2 separate regions of the Sus scrofa genome follow, and region 1 is linked to region 2. A link is a contact called in public promoter capture Hi-C data. All regions are on one chromosome and are shown on one strand. Each heading gives the region's core, a stretch centred on a gene start, on an enhancer-like site or on the middle of the called end of the contact. The rest is flanking DNA. Distances are from core to core; before and after follow the strand shown.

What was found. Promoter capture Hi-C pulls out the DNA fragments that hold promoters and counts their contacts.
Region 1: a promoter capture Hi-C map of fetal liver shows a contact between it and region 2, with 2.9 times the contacts expected there. The contact joins the promoter of GCLC here to the enhancer-like site in region 2. A contact is called at or near these places in 3 of 5 promoter capture datasets (fetal liver and liver), 15 of 47 Hi-C or Micro-C datasets (alveolar macrophages, embryonic fibroblasts, fetal liver and 6 more) and 2 of 2 datasets of contacts at active chromatin or transcription factors (alveolar macrophages and skeletal muscle).

Annotation. Positions count from the first base shown.
Region 1 is chr7:27,206,527-27,211,304 of Sscrofa11.1, forward strand. It overlaps GCLC (glutamate--cysteine ligase catalytic subunit), which reads left to right and starts at 3,042. Exons shown (of 16, transcript XM_003482164.4): 1 at 3,042-3,647. The coding sequence starts at 3,498.
Region 2 is chr7:27,113,776-27,118,204 of Sscrofa11.1, forward strand. No RefSeq gene overlaps it. Among named protein-coding and RNA genes, the nearest start is that of KLHL31, 28 kb to the left of the region's middle. Within about 2 kb of position 1,601, at least 19 of the 83 cell types and tissues checked have an H3K27ac peak or open chromatin away from gene starts, as enhancers often do. A contact at or near this core is called in alveolar macrophages, fetal liver and retroperitoneal adipose tissue, where this site is marked.

The DNA.
Region 1 (4,778 bases), core at 1,792-4,291, 94 kb after region 2:
AGGAGCGGCAGACCGAGACTTTGACCCCGAGCAGCCTCTCCGGGATTGACCTCCAGCACCAATCCGCCCCAAAGTGCTGAGTCACGGGGAGGTGTCTCCGGGAGCTGGGGGCGGGCCCGCGCAATCACGTGTCGGGGGCTGGACCACAACAACGGCTCGGCGTGCAGCGCCCGCGGCCACGCCGCATCCTCCCGCGATCTGCAGGCTCTCAGAGCATGCTCAGCGTGGCTGCGCAGCGTGCCAGCTCCCCGCCGTTGGGTTCACACGCCAGGTTTTCCCCGCGGTCTTGGGGGCGTGGCTAGCGGCCGCTGGTGCAGGGAACTAGGGAGGAGGTCTTTGCACTGCCGGTGGGTTTCCGCCCGGCGGGTCTTGCTTTTTCTCTGTATTAGAAATGACCTGAAACCCACCTTTGGTCCAGACCAATTCTGCGAGATACGAGCGCCTACTTTAGCCAGTTAAAGCGCTAAACGTTCTGTGCAGGGCCGTGCGCTGAAAACCCACCCCCAGAAGTAAAAACCCAGACTTGGCTGCAATCTTAAGAATGAAATCCAGAAGTAAACCCAAAAATGCAGAACATAGTCAAATAGAGGGGAATAACCGTTGATCTGTAGTGATTTTCCCTCTTGTAACAGCAAATTAGTAAAGCACCATGGAGGTCATGGTTTAAATTTGACATACCTTCCGGGTGATGCCACCACGCTGCATCTGATTTGGGATTGTCCAAAGCCCAGGGCTCTTTCTTAGCTAGTTCGAAATTGGGGGGTAGAGGGAGAGGCCCCCTCTGTGAGTGTTAACTGGAATCAGAGGCAGAGTGACTCAAAATTATAGTTATTAGCTCTCAATACATTCAGTATCGTTTAGAGCTTTGGCTAGACTAGAATTTAGTCTACTACTGAAATGCCCCTGTCTGTTTCCTTATTAAAATGAAACTGACACTTTTCCAAGAGACTAGCTTTGAGGTAGGCTGCAGGTGTAGTGGAAAAGTGTGTGCTTTGCAAAGTGTGAATGTCTACACTTGTGTTACAGTTAAATGGAATTCGAACCACACATATAACCTTAAATTTTCTGTTAGCCACTTTTAAAAACTAAAAAGAAACAATATACTATATTAAGTAATGTACTATAACATATCCAGAGTACTGGTATAATATGTAATCAATATAAAATTAGTAATGAGATATTTCTTTTCTTTTTGTGTATTAACTCTTTGAATCTGGTGTTTGTATTACACTCAGCACATCTCCAGTCCACTAAATTTTCTTTGGAAACACTTGACCTGTAATTCAATTTCATGAAACTAACTGATGAAGAAGTGGATTCACATTCTCAACCTGTTCCAAATTTACTTAGAAGTTTTCCAGAAACCAAATGGAATATCGATTTTATATTTTTGTAGATTAAAACTAAAATTTAGTTTCTCAAATTAGCCACATTTCAAATGCTCAGCCACCTGTGGCTGATGGCTATTGTGTTAAACAATGCAAGGTATGCATATGTGAGATGAGATTGTGAGAACTACAAAATGATCCTTTGGACACTTTACCTGGATGTGACCAACAATGTCGTCCCTCTCCACCCCCACATGGCCTGCCTTCCATAGGAAGCTAATGTTTATACCAAGCAGTTTTAAAGGTACAAAAGGCATAAATCCTCTCTATTCCAGAGGGAACTAGTATATAGTATAGAGATTTTTTTTTTAATGATTCTATCATAATGTAGAAATAGAGACATGTACAGATATAACCAAAGTACAGAGAGGAGTAACTGGGACTCAAAGAATGAAAAGAACGTGTCACAGGGAGAATTCCAAGCAGAAAAAACGGGAGAAATCCAGGACCACACAGGTCTAGTGAGGTGGTGGGCAGAATACAAGGAAGATCCCGCTGTGGACAAGTTAGAATGAGGTTTAGTTTTCATCCTGGCTGTTGAAAAGGGGGATTGAAACATCTCCTGAGCCTCAAACACCATTACATCCCCACCCACACTCCAGACACACCCCCACACACACTCCAGACACCCCCCAACACTCCAAACATACATACACAGCCACCCCACACTCCAGACACACACACACACACACACACACACACACACACAGACAAACACACACCTGTGACCATTACAGACAGATCCTGCATATCCATATCCCCAAGCTCCTAGATGGGCACATCCAATAAGGATGTGGGAGAATAAACTTCGATCATATATCCACAGAGCAGTCAAGAAGTACTTGCTAAATGTTAACTTCGTGGCATGAGGGAAGTGGGCACAATAAATACATGCTTTCAGGCCTCAGTACCTGTATGATCCAGTTGCTGTCAATTTCCCCCCAGCTGTCATTTCATGGCTCTGTCACACATTTTTTTGAACAATTAAAATTACCTGGGGGAGATATACCTGGTTCCTTCCCTTTCCCGCCAGCCTAGGGCCAACCCCAGTTCTTTCTAGTATCTTCTAACCCCTGTGGTAAGCTCACATGAACACCATTTTAATCACTTAATGGATAAATCTTAGGTTTGGATGGGGAATACACTTTGGAGATGATTCATCTAACGATCCTTCCGGAGATGTTGACAACTCCCCTTTTGTTGCAATTAATAGTGTCTGTATCATCTGCTACCAAATAGTGAGACTGCACAAGTACTTTAATACATACATGTCTGAAAACGTGTAGACAAATTTTCTTGCCACACCCTGCTGCTCTCGCCCCGCTTTTATGAGACCCTCCTCACCTACAAAAATATCTAGTGGATTCTTCATTAATTCGAATAATCAAATTTCTTCACGAACCCAGAGTTTATCTTTTTGGATTAGAGAAAACGGATTTTCACACAGCGCGTTTGCTTAAAACGAGGCTGACCCGGCTCCTCGCCGCCGAGCCCCTCCCCTTGGACTCCGCCCTAACCACGCCTATGCACTCCTCCCCCGCCTCCTCCCTAGGCCCCTGGGGGCGATCGGCCACGCCTCCTCTCTTGCACCGCCTCCTTTCCCCGCCCCCGCCCGCAGTCTATAAAATCCGGAGCTGCGGATCGCTCACGGGAGCGGCGAGCTAGTGGGTAGGCGGACTGGGCATGCTCCGCGGCGGCGCAGGTTTTGGTCATAAGTAGGAAGAAGCTAGAGCACGACACCGGCAAAGAGAAGCGGGAGCTGCCGGCGCACCGCGGCTGTGGGGGCCGCCGCCGCCGCCTCGGAGCAGGAGCGGGGCGGGACTCGAGCGGGCGAGGGTCCAGGCCGTCGGGCAGAGGGCCACCCAGCCTCCCCTCCCGTCCGCTTCTGTCCGCGCGGTGCGCCGGACGTCTGGGTCGGTCGCCCGAGCGGCGAGGACCCCGTGCCCAGGAGCGGACCGGACCCTCATTCTGCCGACTGCGGCCCGAGGGCGCCCCCGCGGGGCCAAGCCGCCCTCGCCTTCTGCGGGCAGCTGAGTGTCCGGCCCGGGCTGCGCGCCCGGAGCCCGGAGCGGCCGCCACTAGCCCGGGGGACCAGGATAGGGGGCGGCCATGGGGCTGCTGTCCCAGGGCTCGCCCCTGAGCTGGGAGGAGACCCAGCGCCACGCCGACCACGTGCGACGGCACGGGATCCTCCAGTTCCTGCACATCTACCACGCCGTCAAGGACCGGCACAAGGACGTGCTCAAGTGGGGCGACGAGGTGAGCACCCCCGCCACCCCGCGCCCCTTTGTTCCGCGAGACGCGGCCCCGGCCCCGGGCAGCTCGCGCCCTGCGCTGCCCCGAGGGTCCCCGCCGCTCCCGCGAGGGTCCAGCACCGCCCAGGGCTGTCCAGGCCCCTGCTCCGAGTCTCTGGCCAGACTTCTCTTTTCCATTCATTCATTCGGGGTTCCTCTCCATTCAGCAAATGCGGATAGGCGCTGGGAGGGTATAAGCGTGGAAAAGTGTGATACTGGGTGCCTGGAGGAGTTTTCAGGCTGGGGTGTTAGGCGACCGCCTAGCGACCCACCGTTCTGTCTCAAAATGCCGTTAACATGAAGAAGGCCGGTTGCTGTTGAGAATCAGGTTTCAGGATTCACTTGCGCCCCACCTCCTCCAGGTACCTGTTAAACCTCCAGCTTATCAGCCACCTTGCACCACCACCACTTTATAGGTAAAAGTTGAAACAAATTATGGCTCAGCTTTCCTAAAGGAGAGGAATCTTCCTGGTCCTTTTTAATTCTAAATGCAGACTGCTAGAGCTTCAAAATTCGGCTTTGTTAGCGCCTTTTCATGGCCTAGATTTAGCATAGAAACTTTCTGAATCCGTGCTTCCACATGTGTGCTGTTTCAGTGTAACGTCCGTAGATTCTCACTGTGTTGAACCATTGTCATTGGAATGATCTGGAAAGCATTGCCTCCTGTTAGATTTAGTCTTTTCTCGCGAAAAGACGTTTATGCCTTCCCCTCCTGTCTTTAAAAGTCACGTGTATTATAGTTCACATAATCAAATGACTTCTCGAAAAGTCCATCTGTATTTTTCATGTTTTTACCTTTTGCTGCCCAGAGCTTGCTCAGGTGTAAATAATTTATCTTCTGGTCAGTGTAATCACTATTGACCTAAGTGTCATGGTGCTGCTGTGTCCGTCCGGAATCTCTCCCTGCAAAAAGTTAGTTTTTCTGTGAGTGGAAAATGATTCTGCCTCTTAAGTTGAAGGAATTGTGCTGTTTTAAGCTAGAAAAGTAAGGCTGGTAATTCATGTTTATGCACCAAGTGATTTTCTGTACTTTATTGGACAGAAAAGGGCTAGGGTATGTGTTTGGTGATAATTCTTTGCTTTTAGTCTAAAGCTA
Region 2 (4,429 bases), core at 351-2,850:
TTTCTCCCAGTGATCTGCACACCTGTGAGGCCCTCCCTACTCTGTTGTACTTCTCACCTCCACCTACAGAAATTCCTCTCCTCCCTAAACTCAGCTTAAGTGCAGCTCCTCCTTGTGCCCAGATGCCAGAAATAGCGGCCTCTCTGGAAGTCCCTCAGTTTAGTGGGTAAGGAGAACCCAGGCCCCCAGGAAGTCTGCCTGAGTCTGAATCTCCACCCTGCTACTTACTAGCAAACTTTCTGCCTCAGTCCCTTACCTGTAAGGGGGAGGCTATGGTGGCCATGCTAACAATAGCATGGTCGTTACAGGGTTACTGAAGGGATTAATAACACAATGCATGTGGAGCACACCTGATGACACAGGCAATATCCAATAAATACTAACAGTCAAGTTCCATTTCTATGCAGGATTTTCTTTTTTTTTTTTTTCTTTTTCTTTTTCTTTTGAGGGTTGCACCTGCGGTATATGGATTCCCAAGCTAGGGGGCGACCTACACCACAGCCACAGCAACGTGGGAGCCGAGGTGTGTCTGCAACCTATACCACAGCTCATGGCAAACTCCAGATCCCCAACCCACTGAGCAAGGCCAGGGTAGAACCTGCATCTTCATGGATGCTAATTGGATTTGTTTCCACCTCGCCATAACGGGAACTCCTCTATGCCAGTTTTTTGTCCTGCATCAGGGAGCTATTCTCTGAGGATGGGAGCTGTTTCTCTAGCGCCCCTTGCTTAGAACATACATTCTGTCCTTGGCCTATCATTTAATTTCCTAAAGTCTCAGTCCTTATCTGTAAAAAGCAGTTAACGTAGTAATCAAAACCAATAATGTATATTAAAGCACATGGCACAGTGCTGGTCCTATAATAAATCAGCCATATATTTTAGCCATTGTTTCGTGCTTAAGAGTCTATACGGGGGGAAGGGACAAATTAGGATTAACAGCTAAGGGATAAATTGGGATTAACAGCTACACACTACTATACACAAAATAGATAACCAACAGAGACCTACTATAGAGCACAGGGAACTATACTCAATATTCTGAAATAACCTATAAAGGAAAAGAATCTGAAAAAGAAAAAATATATATGTATGCATGTGTAACTGAATTACCGAGCTGTACATCTGAAACTAACACAACATTGTAAATCAACTTCAATTTCTTTTTTTTGTAAAAAAGGGTCTATGTGAAATCTATATTAAAGGGTTAAGGCTCTTATATATATATACACTGTGTTTCTCGGACAGTATTTTCTGGCCTTAACAGCTGAAATTACAGATCAAAATTTGAATATTAAAAAAAAAGGAATATGAGAAACGGAGTCAGAGAGAGCAGTGTCAGGAGGCTCAGGGCTGGGAAGCCCGCAGGAGGCCACCTTTAAAAGATCTATGATCCACAAGAGATAAGAAGCCCTCAACTCTACTCCTGGAAGAAGCATCACCTCCTGATGAAGGCGGAGGAGATGAGGAAAGGAAAGCAACTTTGGGAGAAGGTAAGAGGACACGTAAGATGAAGGAAAGGGCGGCAGAGGGACAGAGGAAGGAGGGAGACGGGGGAGGGAGAGGCAGACAGACGAGAAGACAGGGCAGAGAGCGTGTCTGTGACTGAGGAAGTGCTCATCTGAGGTGGGGGTGGATGGAGCATGACAGCCCTGGAGAGTGTCAGGAAAATCCAATGGGGTGGTGGTTTGTCCCAACACTTGCAGGTTGCGGATATGGCAGATATCGTGGACTCCATGGGCCAGTCCCATGTCTCAAAGAAGAGTCCACACCCTGCTTAACTGTGGCACTAATTCAGGAAGGTGCCAGCCAGATCCAGGACTCAACTCTACTCTCCCTGTTAACAAAGAATATTTTTGCTTGGTTTTGATATAGGCTGACTATCCCAGTAAGCCGTTTGATTAGAAGGAAAATTGTGTGTTGCTTTGCTGTCCATTCTTTTTTTTAAAAAAAAAATCAGAGGATGAATATAGGTTTTTATGCTTGTAACTTAACTTCTTCACCACCGGAAGAGCTCAGCTACTGTGGTAAAGGCTGCTGGTGGTGAGTGAGTCACACAGACACTCTTGAATCAGCGCATCTCTGCCCTTGTGGCTTTGCAGAGATGCACGGATGGGTGCAAGCATTTGAGCTACACCACTATGACTTTATTGATCCTGAGAATATCGAACTACTTAATTCTCATTCCTTTTATTTTTTCGCTTTATTTAAAAAAATATTTTTAAAAAATCTGGGGGGCCACACAGTGGCATGTGGAAGTTCCTGGGCCAAGGGCAGAACCCTTGCTGCAGCCGTAGCATAGGTCCCAACAACGGCCAGTCAACCCCCTGAGCCACAAGGGAACTTCTCTTATTTTTTCTTTATGTTTCAGTTGAGGCATTCTATAAATAGGTTACATGATCTATGAAAGTCATTTTAGGATAAAAGAGTTAATTTTTTTTTTATAGACAGGGGTACTGGAGACAATGGGATTGAACCCACCCTAGAAACATTTCTGACCCATCCTTTCCCTTAATTCTCTTCCCTCTTGACCACTCCAGCAGTGGGAGCTAGAGGCCTGCAGGAGCTCCCCCAAAGGGCACTAGACTCCAGCCTTCTCTGTTCCTGGGTCTCTGACACACACACACATATGTACTGTAAGGAAACAGACCTACAAATGGTCACTATCACTAATTTTATTGTATAATATAGCATGATTTAAAAAAATTAAAATTTGAGAATGTTATGGTGTATCGAGGGTGTGTGCTTAGTTGGAAAAAATGTAACTTCTTAAAAATGGTGCCCACATGGCCTACATTATTCCAAGAGTGAGAGACCTCTGTAACATCATCCAATCATGAGCCCTTGAGCTGGACTCCAGAGGCCATCTAATTTTGTCCCCTTTTTGCAAAGACGATCCTGCAACACTGGCCAAGCACACAGTCCCAAATGTTGCATTAGTTTAAAAAGGATAAAAAACACAAATGTTCCATGAGGAGGACATTACAACATTCAGATCCAGGGTGGGAGTATTTCCCAGGTTAGAAATCCAAGGTAGGACTTGGCAGCCAGACACCCTGGGTGCATCCTCGGAGCTCCAGCCCCCACCAGCCTTGTGGCCAGCACATTTTACGTATTATTGCTGTAAATCATATTCCTGGGCTGTCAAGTGAGGGGAGCAGTGGCACCTGCCTCACAGGGTGCTCGTGAGGATGTACAGCATTATCTGCTGTCAGCACCGAGAGGAGTGTTTGGCACCTAGGAAGCCCTCAGCACCTGTTAGCTAGTACAATCCTTCCTGGGAAATTTCCTTACCTGGACCCAGGCAGGCCCATGGGAACAGGTGAGCAGGTCAGAATGACTTAGCAGCGCCTCTGTGCAATCCTAATGCCAGGTGCAGGGTGTTCTTCATATCCATGTCATCAAACACAGATCAAATTAGAGAGGAAAGCTCTACAGGAAAACAAAGACTCCAGAGAATTCCCCTCTGACAGGCACAGACCAAGACAAAAGGAGTTATGTGAGCACTAGCCATATATTCAGAAGAGTGTAGACAATACACTGCTTTGTTATATCTCATGAGTGCATAGCACCCAAAGATGCCGCTAATACAGTAGAACAACAGCTGACGTATCAGGTTTTGTAGTCATACTACCCGGCTGACTGTTTGCCAAACTGCCTTCGGCACTGGCCCTGAATTCGCCTAACAAAAAGAGGAAAAGTATTAAAATGCTCACTTCCATTTGACTTTAAAAGTCACAGACTCTCTGAAAGATAAATCAAAATAAAGCCAGAAGGTAGCCTGTGCAATTGATGACAGGATGACTAGGTTTATTCCATAAGAAGGAAGATGACTGACACACATGAGCAGAGGGGAACACTGCAACAGAACTGATTTCTAGTTATTATTTTATGGGTGGTGGGTCAGTCCAAGGCTGTCATAACAAAGAACCACAAACTGGGAGGCTTGAAACAGATAAATTTATTCTTCCATAGTTCTGGAAGCCAGAGGCCCCAAAATCAAGGTGCTAGCATGGTTGATTCCTTCTGGAAGGGGCTGTGAGGAAGTTTCATGCTTCTCTCCCAGCTTCTGGAAGTTACCAGCCATCCCTGGCATTTTGTATCGGTAGCTATATCGCTTCAGGCTCTACTTCCGTTGCGACATGGCCTCCTCCTCTGTGTGTGTCTCTGCCCAAACATCCCTCTTCTTATGAAAACACTCGTTGTGTTGGATTGGAGCCACCCTAGTGACCTCAGTTTCACCTGTAAAGACCTTTTTTCCAAATAAGCTCACATTCCCAAGTACCAAGGGTTAGTATTTCAACATCTCTTGGGGGAAGATGCAATTCAAACAATAACAGGTGGTGAATTTGCCAACTGCAGCCAAGAATTGATAGCCAATCATGTTCTGCCCATTGGCCTGAGGCTCTCCATTCCGTACATGAGAAGG